2 separate regions of the Mus musculus genome follow, and region 2 is linked to region 1. A link is a contact called in public HiChIP or PLAC-seq data. All regions are on one chromosome and are shown on one strand. Each heading gives the region's core, a stretch centred on a gene start, on an enhancer-like site or on the middle of the called end of the contact. The rest is flanking DNA. Distances are from core to core; before and after follow the strand shown.

Region 1 (7,127 bases), core at 3,332-5,831:
ATGTCCCAAAACATACAGTAATAAACAAACAAACAAACAAACAAATGTTTCAGGTCTTATTAAATAGCTCTGAATAGCACCTCAAGGTTGAGTTATCATGCTTATTTGAATTTGTCAGTCCATACCTTAAAACTCAGCTACAAACAAAGGCCTCCCTGCTTCCTGGAATCTTGCTACAAACCCTAAAAGCAGATATTGGAATAAACAAGAACTGACCCAAAGAGACTTGTTGAGGTCTCAAAGAAAAAGAACGACTGACATTTGAAAATCAGCAGGAATGCAAGTATAAACTATCACGTTTTACTCATTTTATGTACGGCAATTTTTTTCCATGTCTATCTATCATCTTTCTACCTATCAGTTATAATCTACCTATCAATCATATCTATCTATCTATCTATCTATCTATCTATCTATCTATCTATCTATCTATCTAAAAGAAGAAGAGAACTGGAAAGATGACTCTGTGGGTAAAGGCTTGCCACACAAGCCCAACGACCTGAGTTTGATTCCCAGAACCCACATAAAGGTGGAAGGAGAAACTCAAGTCCATGAATTGGCCTCTGAGACTCACACACTCAGCACAACCCTCTCTCTCTCTCACATACACACATACATGAAAAATTTAAAACAACGAAAAGAAAAACAGGTTTTTTGTTTTGTTTTTTGTTTGTTTGTTTTTTTAAAAAGAGGTAAATGTCTATCAGTTAAAAGACAAAACCAAATACTATTTTGAAAGCCATTCTTTGTGACTAAACACCAGTAGGGGGAAAAAAAAGAACTTTTTCTTTTTTCCTTTTATGGAATAAAAGAGGGGTATATAAATTAGCTTAAAGTCATCAGGCCTAGCACATGAGAAAAAATAAAAACCCTCAAATACTGGTTTATGTCACTTTTTTTTTTAAGTCAAGAAAAAGAAAACAAGGTTGTCAGAACTGAAAATTAGAGAAAGAAAACAGGTCCTGGGAAATAAGCACACAACAGATGGCGTGCTTAAATCTATTTACCATCAGGAAGTGGATGCCTCCCAAATACTGACCACATGGCCCCAAGGCTCCAAGGACTCTCTCCCTTTGCCTAATTGTGCGGCAATGTATATATTTCTTGGAATCAACCTGGCTTTTCTGCCTGATGGAAAAAAATCCCATGGTGGGTTGATGAGCTTGAGTGTGTCTCTGGAAACTGGGCCATGTGTTAAAAATCAAGCTATTTTGTCTTGTTTGGGGCCAACTTTCCAATCCACCCACCCTTCACTGGAGTTCATTCCCCTCCACTTGGGAGATGTGTGATGTTCAGGACTTGCTTTTCTCAGAGTCCCCATCTTGTGATTGATAGAATGTGTGTGTGGGATGTCTATGATAGGTATTGGGGAGAAGTCCAATGTATGCGGTAACTCCTATGGTACTGTGGAATAGACACATAACGAAATGCCTATTCTCCAGAGGGGTGGAAGGGAGAGAGACCTGACAGAGTCTAGCTTGGGAACCCAATGTACTTATATTATTTTATTCTGCATGAATGTGTGCACATGCATACATGTACATGCTAGAGATTGGCATCCGGAGTCTTCCTCCATCAGTCTCTACTGTATTCATTGAGGTGGAGTCTCATATTCTCTCCTTCTCTCTCCCTCTCCCCACCCCCCCTCTTTCAGTTGGACTTGGAGTTCTTTAAGCCAGCTAGTTCTGGAGATCTCATCACTGTCTTTGGGGTGTTAGAATTATAGGTGGGCAGCCATACTCAAAACTTACATGGGTTCTGGAGTTCCCAGACTCTGGTCCTCACCCTTGTGGTATGTTCTTGAGTCACTGAGCCAGCTCCCTGGGCTGCCATCATCATCATTGTTATTATTAATATTTTTATTTTTTTAGAGACTGGGCCACATGTAGCTCAAGCTAGCCAAACTCACTTGAAGACACTATGTAGCTGAGATGACCTTGAACTTCCACGAGGCTACCCTACCTGAATGTCACAACCTAGGATGAGAGGCAAGTCACAAAAGCTACACTATTGAAGAGCTCCAATCTCTGAGCCAGCCTTTCATGTCTTTGTACTCTAGTGGCTTCCAAGACAGGGGAGAGTGGTAACTGGAATTTCAAGGGAGAGATTTATGACCCTCTTCCTCTTCTGTGGAGAGGATGTCCGGTAGGCTCATTGCCCTTATCATAATCTAGTTATCAGGTGTATTGTTCTGTCATGACTCCTAGACAGGTCTTATTTGGTCAGCATAGCCACTCTACTTTGTGATGGGATGGTCATGCTATGCCCTGGGGAAATAGCTAAAGTCCGGTGCTCTGTGCCTGGCAGGATACTCACAGTATCAAAGGACACCATGGGTGTCAGGGGAAGGTTGATTCAGATTAAGTTCTAGGGCTCCAACTCAAGCATCAGGCTTGGCAGCAAACACTTTTACCAGATGAAGTGTCTTGCTGCGCCTCTTTATTATGGCTGCTGTCATTGTTTGTTTTGAGTTTGATATGGTTTTCTAACTCTGGATTGTCTGGCTTCAACCTCTAGGATTCAGACATGTGCCACCAGGTCTGGTTCCTAAAGGCAACCTCTTATGCAGCTGATACGGTATGATGTCTGCTTTGTGAAGGACTCACATAGGACAATCTCCAAGACATTACTGTTAGCTTGACAAAGCAACATGGGGGATGGAGAGATGCCTCGTTTGGTAAAAGTGGATCCCTGGCACCCATAGTGGAAGTAAGGAACCAGCTCCCCAAAATTGTCTTCTGACCTTTACATGTGTGTTATGACTATTGTGTGCCCAAATAAACATATATACATCACATACACATAATAATAAGATACAAGTTTTTATGTGTGTGGATGTTTTGCCTGAATCTATGTCTGTGCACTAAGTTTATGAATGGTACCTGAGGAGTGCAGAAAAAGGCATTGGATCTCCTGGAATTGGAATTATAGGTAGTTGTGAGCCTCCAGGTTGAGAGCTGGGAATTGAACCCACGTCTTCTGGAAGAGTAATAAGTGGTCTTAACCACTGAGCCATCCCTCTAGCACCAGGCATACTTTTTAATAATCAAATTAATGTTACTGTTAAAAACTTAGAACAAAAACATTACACACCAAAATTAACCAGACTCAAAGTCAATCCTTCTCAATGAATTTCTGCACAGTTTCAATACCCATTCCGAAGCTATGGATCTCACACTGGCTCTTACAGTTTCACTATGAAATACATTCTTATGCACTTATCCACCACCAACACCAACACCCCAAAATGGGAAGTCTATGACAGAGTTAGAACTAGAAAAACAGCAACTTTACATTCTGTCCTCTAACTCCTGTCCACCATGGTGCGTCCAGTCCTTCCTTGTCCCCTAATATTCAGACATTTTTGTTCTCTCTTCTGCATGTCACACTGAACTCACTGCTTTTACTTGTTTACTCAACTGTGTTACTTTGGATTTCCATTGTATAATTATTCTCTTAAAAATTCTGACAAATCCTAATTTTGATCAAGATAGTACTATGCATAGTTACAGCTATGTGAATAGTGCAGGGGAGCCAGTTTAGTCAAGGAGAGAGAGAGAGAGAGAGAGAGAGAGAGAGAGAGAGAGAGAGAGAGAGAGAGAGAGAGATAACTTGCCATCTATTATTGAGAAAAAAGCACGTTTTCAGTTCAGGCAATTTTCCCTCTCTTCTTGCTTCCTAGACTGTGGTGTGATGCCTTCACCCTGTGCCAGTTAGGAAGACAACATCACCTTAAATGAGGTAAACAAAGGCCCATCCTCAGTTATAGAGGAACAAAAAGGCCCTTATTGACTTCCATCATGCTAGGGTTTTCTGGAGCACATGTTGAGATAAATCTAAACTAACAGTTCTTAGACAAGAACTTAACCATTCTGGGGCTGGAGAGATGGCTCAGTGGCTAACAGTGTGTGTTGCTCTTGCAGAGGACTTGAGTTCAGTTCCCATTGCTTATACTATAGGTGGCTCATGACAGCCTAAACTCCAACTCTAGGGGATCCAACACTCCCAGCTTCCATGAGTACCTATACAAACATCCACACAGACACATGTACACACATAATTTGAAAGTTTATATATATACATATATATATTTTAAAGCACTTAGGCATTCTATAAAGGGTATGCAAGGTCACTGTCTCTTTTTTCTCATGAAAGCTGCCTCAGTCATAGCTCAGCTATGAGCACAGCTCAACAACCACCATTGTGCACCAACTTTAGTCCACATAGTTCTCTTCACAGATGCCTTATAGCATTGGCAGATGAAGAACTTTAGGCAAGATGAGATCGTATTGTCAGCTCACTGCTTCTATCTCTCCCCAGCCCTCTACGGACTTCTGTCTTGATTGCTAATTCCAGTCCTGGTTACTATCCATTCTCCAGCACAAAGCCAACCTCTTGTCTAACCTTGATTTGTTCCCTTACAGCCCCGGGGGGGCTTCAAATCCTTCCTCCATAAACTGCACTGATCAGAGGCTCCATCTCCCTTGGGGTGTGGTGGGAATTACACAACACCGTTGGGGCTCCAGCCTTTTTGCTGGGAAGAGAATGTGCTGAACAAGGGATGCATGGATCCAGAGGGGGCTTAACGGCTAATCATGTCCTTGGATGCAGCTGCCTGCACACACGTGCACACATAGGATCTTGTCTTGGTTGTGCTGTTTGTCCTTGGTTTAAAACTATCAGCAAAAGCTGTGGGATTCAGTGTAGCCAGAGGAAGTGGAGAATTTAAATTTTCTTTTTCTTTCTTTCTTTTTTTTTCCCTCAGAATAGCCTGTGAGGGTCTACTAATGCAACCGGAGCTGATCTAAATCTTGGGGGTAAACACTGAGCAAGCTATCAAAATTCCTGACATTGTACTGGGGGCCCAGAGGGCAGAGGGGCAGGAAATGAGTAAAGGGCTCAGTAAATTACACAAGATTGTAAGAAGCAGCTTTGTCCTAAAGACTCTGGTTAATGAGTTAGAGCAAGGGGTGAGAGCTGAAGCTTAAGTATGGGGTGGGGCTAATGAGATGGCTCAACGGGTAAATACTCGCCACCAAGCCTAATGACCCGAGCTGGATCCCTGGGACCCAAATAGTGGGAAGGAGAGAGATTTGTCCTTTACCTTCATATGTACACTGAGGCATACACACACACACACACACACACACACACACATGTCCATAAATAAATAGATTTTTAAAAAATAAAGAAGTGTAAGATAGGCTGTGGAGTTGGTAAAGAACTCTGCATGGTTGTTATTGGAGCATACAGTTCAGAAAAGCAAGGAGGGGTCAATTTGCCAGACTTAGCAAACAAAAACACAGGACACCCAGTTAAATTTGAATTTCAGGTAAACAACAAATGAATGTGCAATTCATACTATGCTTATATTAAAATATTATTCAACACACTGTCCTCCAAACCAAACCATGAAAAGGGGTGTCAGTACACACGCACACGCCACGAGTTCCAGACACTTTAGACCTAGATATTTACCCAAGAAAGATGGAAAGATCTCTACACACTTGTACATGAATATTTATGTCAGCTTTGTACATAATAGCAAACCCCAGCAATAACCCAAAAGTCCACAGACAGATAGGTGGATAAATACATTATGATGGGCTTACATAAAGGAGCACTATGCAGCCACAGAGATGAATGGGTGACTGACTTTGGGAACAAAATTTAATTACCTAAAAATAACTACATAAAACAAAAGAGGCTGGGGAGTGGGAAGAGAACACTCTATACAGTTTCAAGTATATAAAATTCTGGAAATTAAAACTAAATATAATGACACAAAGCAGATGTGTAGCAATGTGAAGCGGTACAAGAGGGAAGATGAGAAAGAGAATCAGAAGTGTTTGAGACCAAAGGCTGTGCTCACTGCCTTGATAGACCGTGGTGAAGGATACCTGGCTGTTTGTCAAAGTCGACCACATTGAGATGGAGAGCCAGGTTCAGTTGTAGTTGAGAGCGCATTTGCTCTCTTTCCACTATATAAATCCCAGGGATGGGACGCGGGCTGTCCCTTGGTGGCAAGCGTCTTCATTGGCTGCCCAATTCATCTTGTCAGCCTCAAGTCCCCCATTTTTAACATTTCTTGGTGGCATGCGATGTATCTGTGCAGTGTGCAAACACCACCAGCATCCATCTCTGGAGCACTTTTCATTTTGCAAAACTGAAACTCTGGGGTGGGGATATAGAACCTAATTGGTAGAGTGATTTCAGAGCTCACAAAGGAAATCCTGGGTTCGGTATCCAGTATCACATAAGCCAGGTAAGATGGCTCATGCCTGTTGTCTCAGCACTGGGGAGGTAGGAGTAAGAGGATCAAGAGTTCAGGATCCCACTGGGCTGTATGAGACTCGGTCTAAAGCAAAGCAAAAGGCTTTAGAATCTACTAAGCAATGACTCTCCACCAGCCAGCCCCCTGGCAGCCACCATCTTACTTTCCACCCTGTGTATCTGAGTATTTGGGGGAGGGGGCAACAGGGAGGAGGAGGAACCTTATGAAAATGGAACCACACAACATGTGCCCTTTTGTGTCTTGCTTATTTCACACAGCAAAATGTCTTCAAGTTCCATCTATATGGTAGCATGTGTCAAAATTGCCATCCTTTGTAAGACTGAGTAATAGCCCCTAGTACATGCAAATGACATCTTATTTCTTTAATCACTTCTGATGGACACCTGGGTTGTGTCTGAGATGCCACCCTTAGTCCCCCTTCTCTCTGTGTGAGATGGACTCTTACGCCACCCTCAGAATTTCTGCCTTTGCTGCCATTGTAATTTAGGAGGTCAATAAAAGTTAAGCTGTATTGTAATAACTTTGATTTATACATTCTTCAAAACCGTGTGTGTGTGTGTGTGTGTGTGTCTGCATGCTAGTATATGTGTGGGCACACACGTTAAGGCGCATATTTGTGGCTATGCATGCATGTGGAGTCTTAGGCTGCTGTCAGTCTTCATCCATTCATTTTCCCCTTTAATCATCTAGACAGGGTCTCCCAGTCAAACCCAGAGCTCACCAACATGGCTAGAGTTACTAGCCAGCTTGCTCTGGGGATCCTTTTTCTGTACTTTCTGAGTCTGAATTTACAATTGGGCTGTCACACCCACCCATCGTTAGGATCTGCTCC
Region 2 (7,127 bases), core at 2,671-5,170, 150 kb before region 1:
GGAGCAGGGAAGTAAGAGAGACACAGGAGGCAGAGGATGGGGAAGAAGGGAGAGGTTATAGGGATATTTGTCCCAAAGGACAATGGAACAAAGGACTGCCTCTGAAGGAAACAGACGTGGCACCGAGGAGCATGACAGTTTATAAAGGTAAAGGGGAAACCCTGTGCTAGGATGAGGTGTTTAATTTTAATTGGGCATGTTTATTAGGTGAGCCAAAGGGGGCTTTTGACTGCTGGACTTTAATACTTTGATAGCTGGACCTTGGTAGTCAGACTAGGGAGGAGCAAGTGGCCAAATAAGGGACTAGACCTTGGAGGCTAGCTTTAGGAATGTAGTCTAAGGGGTTTTAGCAAGGCAGAGGGAATGGAGGAGAAGGGCAAGGCTTGCCAGAGCTGCACTCACCACACTGGCCAGAGCCCCTTCAAACTGTCTGCACTCCCCCAGCTGCCCAAATCCTGTGTTGTCAGAATTAGGATTAGGCCCACATCCAGCATGCTGGCGACCCAAGAGATCAGAAGACAGAAGTACACAGAGGAATGACTTCGGGAGAGCAGTGCGTGTGTCTAGCCTCTGAGCCGAGCCACTGCCATCATGGGGAGTTCAGCAGCCACCACCATGCAAAAGGGGCCCCCTTGACAGTTTTTCTTCTTCTCATTGGAGGGGTGGGAAGCATCACAGGACTCTCTCCAGAGTATATGTGACCTAAGGGAGGGGCTGGAACACATAGGACCTTCGTCTCTGCATCCACGTCCCTATGGACAACCCTCACCTATGCTCTGCAAGCAAGCAAGCCCAATAAACTTCGGTGATATGTTATCTTGGTTTGTCATTGGGACCTTTGGAGTACTGGTTGACATTGTTTATGTCTAATAGCTCTGCAGTGGTGGCCTTAAAACCCAGTACTTGAGAGGTAGAGACAGGCAAATCTCTGAGTTCAAGGCCAGCCTAGTCTACAGAGTGAATTCCAGGACAGCCAGGTCTACACAGAGAAACCCTGTATTGAAAATACAAAACAAGGCATTGTTTATGTTTAAACCTGGGAAGGAGAGGAATTTTTAAAAAGGTATGGGTGTATACTGTACCCAGGGAACTTCTTTGATGTTTTGTTTTGAGACCGGGTCTCATTTAGTCTGAGCTAGGCTGCCCTCAAACTCACTGTAGCTGAGGATGACCTTGGCTCTCTCTGTCTCTCTCTGTCTCTGTCTCTCTTCTCCCCCCCTCTCCCTCCCTCCCTCCCTCCCTCCCTCCCTTCCTTCTTTTCTTTTCTTTCTTTCTTTTCTTCCTTCCCCAGGATTGGATTAGGCCTTGTTGGGAATTGAACCCAGGGCTTTGCACTTTTTAGGCACGCAATCTATCAAATGATCCACATTCCCAGCTTATTTGACTTTTTAGAGAGGTTCTCATGTAACATAGGCTTCCCTAGAACCTGCTACACAGACCCGTCCTCAGTGCTGGGACTTCTGCGTTCATCGAATTTTTGGAACATTCTAGAGCCTTAAGGCCGTTCATCAGTAACTGCAGTCATCGGCCAGCAGGTGGCGCACATAGGATATTGATGAAAACAGTTTGAGCATGACTAGGGAAATCGGGCCTCTTAAGATGTTGCTGCAGTTGCTCTAAAATATTTCAAAGCATTTACCCTACAGGGACAAGGATAGATGAGCTTCGAGAAGGAGGCAGCCGGGGAGCAGACTGCACTTACCTATCAAGTGTCAGGAGGCCAGCACAGCAGCAGGGCTGGAGAGCAAGGGCGTGAGGATTTGAGTTTATACTCTGGCTGCATCTCACACCGGCCTGTGTGTCATTGGGTGGAGGTTTTTTTTGGCTTCTGGGCTCCCATTTCTTCTTTTGCATGTTCTTTCGGACAGTGTAACAATTCAATTTAATGGTAATGTTACTTGGAAGTCACTAGGACAGATCTTAAATGTTCTCACCATGGAGAGGGGATGGTTTGTCAATAGTTTGATTGACACATATATCAGAGCATCCATGTTGTGTACTGTAAATATATATAATTCTTATAGTTCAACTTCACTTAAGAGTTGGAAGGAGGAATTTGAGGCCATCCTTAGCTACTTGTGGAATTCCAAACCAGCTTATCCCCGTAGCTAGATGTGGCGGCATGCCCATTTATGCCTAGTAATGAGAAAGCAGAGGCAGGTAGGTCTCTTTGAGTTCAAGGTCAGCCTGATTTACGTAATGGATTCAAGGCTAGCTAGGATTAGGTGGTAAGACCTTGTCTCAAAACAAAGCAAAAATCCAACCAAACCAAAAAAATAAAAAATAAAATAAAATCAAGCTATATGAGACCTTACCTCAAAAATGAAAATGAATCTAGAATGCAGCTTGTGGCTGCAGCACTTTCCTCTAAGCACAGGTTCTATGCTCAACTCCCAGTACTTGGGAAACAAAACCTAAGAATTAAAAAAGAACAAAAAACAAAAAACAAAAAAAACAAAAAAGTTCATTGAGTTTCTCCAATTCGGGCAATCCTGCCAAATACTGTGGATTTCAAACCCCATCTTCTAAGACTTTGTGTTCGAATGGCGAGCAAACTGCAGAGCAGAGATCAGGTGTGGATATTGGTACCAAACACTAAAGAAGTCTGCTCTGTGCCAAAGACACCGGGGCGACTCCCATGAAGATACAAGGTTGTTGGAAGAAGAAAGAAGCCACAAAATAGCTAACTGTGGGAGTACATCAGGAAAAAACAAACAAACAAACAGACAGACAAAACAAAGAGTTACAATTTGTGTGAACTGATCTGGAGAAGGTGTTTTGTTTTGTTTTGTTTTGTTTTGTTTTGTTTTGTTTTGTTTTGTTTCTGTGTAGCCCTGGCTGTCCTGGAACTCACTCTGTAGACCAGGCTGGCCTCAAACTCACAAAGAGTTGCCTGCCTCCCCCTCCCTTTGTTTCTTTTTTTGTTTGTTTGTTTGTTTGTTTTGTTTTGTTTTTTAGTTTTTCGAGACAGGGTTTCTTTGTATAGCCCTGGCTGCCCTGGAACTCACTTTGTAGACCAGGCTGGCCTCAAACTCAGAAATCTGCCTGTCTCTGCCTCCTAAGTGCTGGGATTAAAGGTGTGCACCACCACCACCCGGCTCTTGTTTGTTTTGTTTTTGCCAGATTTCATTCTGGATTTGATGTTGTAAGCAAGCGTGGACTTTGTAGAACCACATCTTTTCAAAATCCCAAATAGCCTTGGTGGTGGTGCTCACTGCACTCAGGAGGCAGAGGGAGGCAGATCTCAAGAGTTTGAGGCTAGCTGCATCTCCATAGTGATACTTTGTTTCAAGACAAGGACAACAACAAAAACATCTCCAACTCCTAAACCTAGTAATGGTGATAATGATTAAAAAAGAACTCAAAATTATAATATAAAATGCTTCTTTTTTAGTTAAAACTGTATCAAAGAAGTAAACTCCATAAACTATCCCACTAAACACTGATTTTTTTACCAGACACTGATAAACACTTCTTAAGAATTAAATTGCCAGGCATGGTGGCTCACACCTAGAAACTCCAGCCTTACAGGGCTGAGGTAAGAGGATCTTGAGAGTTCAAAGCCAACCTAGGCCACATCATTCCAGGCCAACCTTGGCTCCAAGTGAGACCCTCACCCTGTCTCACCCTCCCAACCCTCCCACCCTGAAGCAATAAAGCCTGCAAATTATAAAATTCAATGTTGTCAGCTCTCAAAATTTGGATGAAAATGAAGGATACAATCAAGGGGAAATTTGCAAGCCAGATGGCTCTTTAGACAGATGTGACTTTAAACAGACAGTCTCAGAAGACTGTCCACATTGTTTTATGTCTAAACGAGACCTTTTCCGTCCTTAATTACACAGGGAGGTATATAACTCCCGGAATGAAGCCTGGCCTTTAGCTCAGTGGAAAATTCCGCTGCTGATTTGAGAGTAGAGCTTTCTTTTGGCTGCCAGGGAAATGGTAAACACTCTGGCTGCCTTCTCTCCACAAGCCCAGGCTCTGTATTTGCACAGTGTAATTCACTAACGACCATGTTTTTCTCCTGTTCCTGCTGCTCCACTGTAACTTTGCCATATATCCCTCTGGTGGGCATAGTACCTTTAAAAATATTTTAGAATTACATTTATTGTTATCATGTAGTTTTAAAAATAATTTATGCATTTTAATTTTATGGTGTTTTGCCTACATGTATTTCTGTGTGAGGATGTCAGATCTTAGAGTTAGGGACAATTGTGAGCTGTCATGTAGGTGCTAGGAACTGAACCCCTCTTAGAAGGGCAGTCAGTGTTCTTAACCACTGACCCATCTCAACTGTGAGTTACCATGTGGGTGCTTAGAATTGAACCCGAGTCCTCTGGAAGGGCAGTCATTGCTCTTAACCAATGAGCCATCTCTCTAGTCCCCATTGTCTCTCTCTTTTTTTTTTTTTTTTTTTGGTTTTTCAGGACAGGGTTTCTCTGTGTAGCCCTGGATATCCTGGAACTCACTTTGTAGACCAGGCTGGCCTCGAACTCAGAAATCGGCCTGCCTCTGCCTCCCAAATGCTGGGATTAAAGGCATGCGCCACCACACCCAGAAAAAGTGGAACCATTTTTGGGTTTTTTGTTTGTTTGTTTGTTTGTTTTTTTGGGTTCAGCATCCTTAATCATCAGGGAAATGCAAATCAAAACAACCCTGAGATTCTACCTCACACCTCACCTCCTTCCTTCCTTCCTTCCTTCCTTCCTTTCTTTCTTTCTTTCTTTCTTTCTTTTCTTTTTTTTTTTTTTTTTTTTTTGGTTTGGTTGGTTTTTTTTGTTTTTGTTTTTGTTTTTGTTTTTGTTTTGTTTTGTTGTTGTTTCCAGACAGGGTTTCTCTGTATAGCCCTGGCTGTCCTGGAACTCACTTTGTAGACCAGGCTGGCCTTGAACTCAGAAATCTGGCTGCGTCTGCCTCCCGAGTGCTGGGATTAAAGGCGTGTGCCACCATGCCCAGCAGATTTGAGGTTTTGATCAATTTCCTTAACCCCCATCACCCCCAAACCCAGGCTGTGGTAGCTACCATTTGTCTGCTCCAATGAGTCCATGTTTTTAGATCCTGCCAGTAAGTGACATCATGTCACTGTATCTTGCTTATTTTACCTGGCTGTAAGATGTCCTTTAAATTCACCCAATTTGGAAATGGAGAAGGGTGCGGTTGGAAAAGTTGTATCTTTGGAAACTTTTCTTAGCACTTAAGTTTTTCCATATGGGAGACCTGAGTGGTCTCCTAAAAGTGTAAACGTGTCCCAGTGAAGGAAGCAGGAAGTTTGGGAGATGAAAATCTTCCTTAACTAAAGTCTAGACTCCAGGGCAGTCTGGGCTACCTGAGACAGTCTCAAAAACAAGTTAAAACTGCGGTCCCAGTGAAATGGGTCAACAGTAAAGTCGCTTGCAAGGAAGTGAGTCAACAGGTAAAGACGCTTGCCCTGAACAGTCAACAGTAAAGGCTCCTGCAGGGAAGTAGGTGAACAGGTAAAGACGCTAGCAGCTGAGACTAATGACTTCAGTTCAGCCCCTGGGATCCACACTGTGGAATGACAGAATGAACTCCCACAGGCTGTCCTCAGCCCTCCGCATGAGGCCAGGGCACTCATGCAGAACCCCTCCGTACACAGAAATGCACACAAAATGAAACAAAATGGAATAATTTCTTAAAAGCGTAAAAAAGTAACAAATCGTCTCGTTCTTTCTATAAAAATCCTACAGTCTTCGGTATTCCCCAAAACATGGAAAATAAAAAAGGCACACCCAGGGCTCAGATCTTGATTTTGACATTGTGTTCTACTCACAGGGGACCTGGAACTCTGTGGATAATTAGTCAACTGCAGGGCAGGGCAGGGAAACAGGAGACTAGAATGTCTCGTTGTGTCTGGAAAGCAGGGGGGGCTTTTCTTTTTCTCAAGTGTCAAGAAGCTTGCAAAGATCCAGAATCAGAATGTGAGCTGCTCGGGAGAAGACAGGTTCTGAAAGTAGCAAATTGTAAACAAGCCCTTAATTACGTTAAAACCCGCAAAATCAGCATGGAAGCAATTAAGGTGGGATAAGAGAAAACAGAGACTCAGAGAAGAATTCTAACAGAGATACATCCAGGAATGTGGGGCCAGAAAGCCATCATGTGTCATCTCGCATGCAATAACTAAGGAAACAGTAATCGGTGGTTACTGAACCTGGATTTGTGGGGCCAGTGAGGTGGCTCAGAGGATAAAGGAGCCTTCAGCCAAGTGTGACGATGTAAGTTCCACCTCCAAGACCTGCATAGTAGAAGAAAATAAAAAATTGACTCCTGCAAGTTGTCCTCTGGCCTCCACGTGTGGCCTATGGCATGTGCCTGTCCACTCATATTTACAAGTGTAAGATTTTTAAAAAGTAAAATGAGAATGCCATGCATGCATACAAATTATCTTGGTCATACTCATTCCCCAATGTAATTCCTCCAGATTTACCATCTACCCTACCCTTCCCTTTCAAACTTTATTTAAACATTTATGTGGGGGGTGGGGGGGGTAGATAGGTGGTTGTGCACAAGTGGGCAGGTGACCAAGGAAGGCAGAAGAGGACATTAAATCCCCTGGTGTTGGAGTTACAGGCAACTGTGAGTCCCCGCTACAGGTCTTGGGAATCACCCTTTGGTCCCCTGGAGGAGTGATTAGGATAATTTTACAGAGTGAGTAAGCTCTCTCCTTCCATCTTTACTCAAGGTCAGATTGAGCTCAGGCTAACAATGCTCTTGAGTCTTTCCTTCAGAGGCCTCTACCCTTTTAACAGCCCCTTGATTACAATATGTCCCACCCGTACCCTCATGGGTGTGAAGCCAAACACTGGAGAAAAATGTGTAAATAAATCTTTGTTGTGCGAAAGTAGAAAGAGAAACAATATTTACATGGGTAATTGACAATGGAAAATAGTAACTTCATCAACCAGGGGACAAGTTAGACAGTATCAAGGCCAATAGCTCCAGTGTTGGGTCAAAAAAAAAATATGTCATAAGCTTATTGTTTATTTATTTACTTACTTGCTTACTTGCTTACCTTTGAGATGAGGTTTTTCCTGTAGAGCTCTGGCTGTCCTGGAACTCACTCTGTAGACCAAGCTGGCCTTGAATTCAGAGATCTGTCTGCCTCT

Evidence for each region. HiChIP or PLAC-seq counts read pairs in DNA pulled down with a chosen protein or histone mark.
Region 2: a PDX1 HiChIP or PLAC-seq map of a beta-TC-6 cell line shows a contact between it and region 1, with 7 times the contacts expected there. The contact joins two enhancer-like sites. A contact is called at or near these places in 3 of 484 Hi-C or Micro-C datasets (the N1E-115 cell line, cerebral cortex and nephron progenitors), 4 of 115 datasets of contacts at active chromatin or transcription factors (a beta-TC-6 cell line, embryonic fibroblasts, extraembryonic endoderm stem cells and 1 more) and 1 of 9 other capture datasets (embryonic stem cells).

What each region holds. Positions count from the first base shown.
Region 1 is chr7:6,782,260-6,789,386 of GRCm38.p6, reverse strand. The region is part of intron 2 of Usp29 (ubiquitin specific peptidase 29); the gene reads right to left. Among named protein-coding and RNA genes, the nearest start is that of Mir3099, 18 kb to the left of the region's middle. Within about 2 kb of position 4,581, at least 59 of the 459 cell types and tissues checked have an H3K27ac peak or open chromatin away from gene starts, as enhancers often do.
Region 2 is chr7:6,931,729-6,938,855 of GRCm38.p6, reverse strand. It overlaps Usp29 (ubiquitin specific peptidase 29), which reads right to left. Exons shown (of 8, transcript NM_001360502.1): 4 at 7,034-7,127; 5 at 6,173-6,256. Among named protein-coding and RNA genes, the nearest start is that of Zim3, 41 kb to the left of the region's middle. Within about 2 kb of position 3,920, at least 31 of the 459 cell types and tissues checked have an H3K27ac peak or open chromatin away from gene starts, as enhancers often do.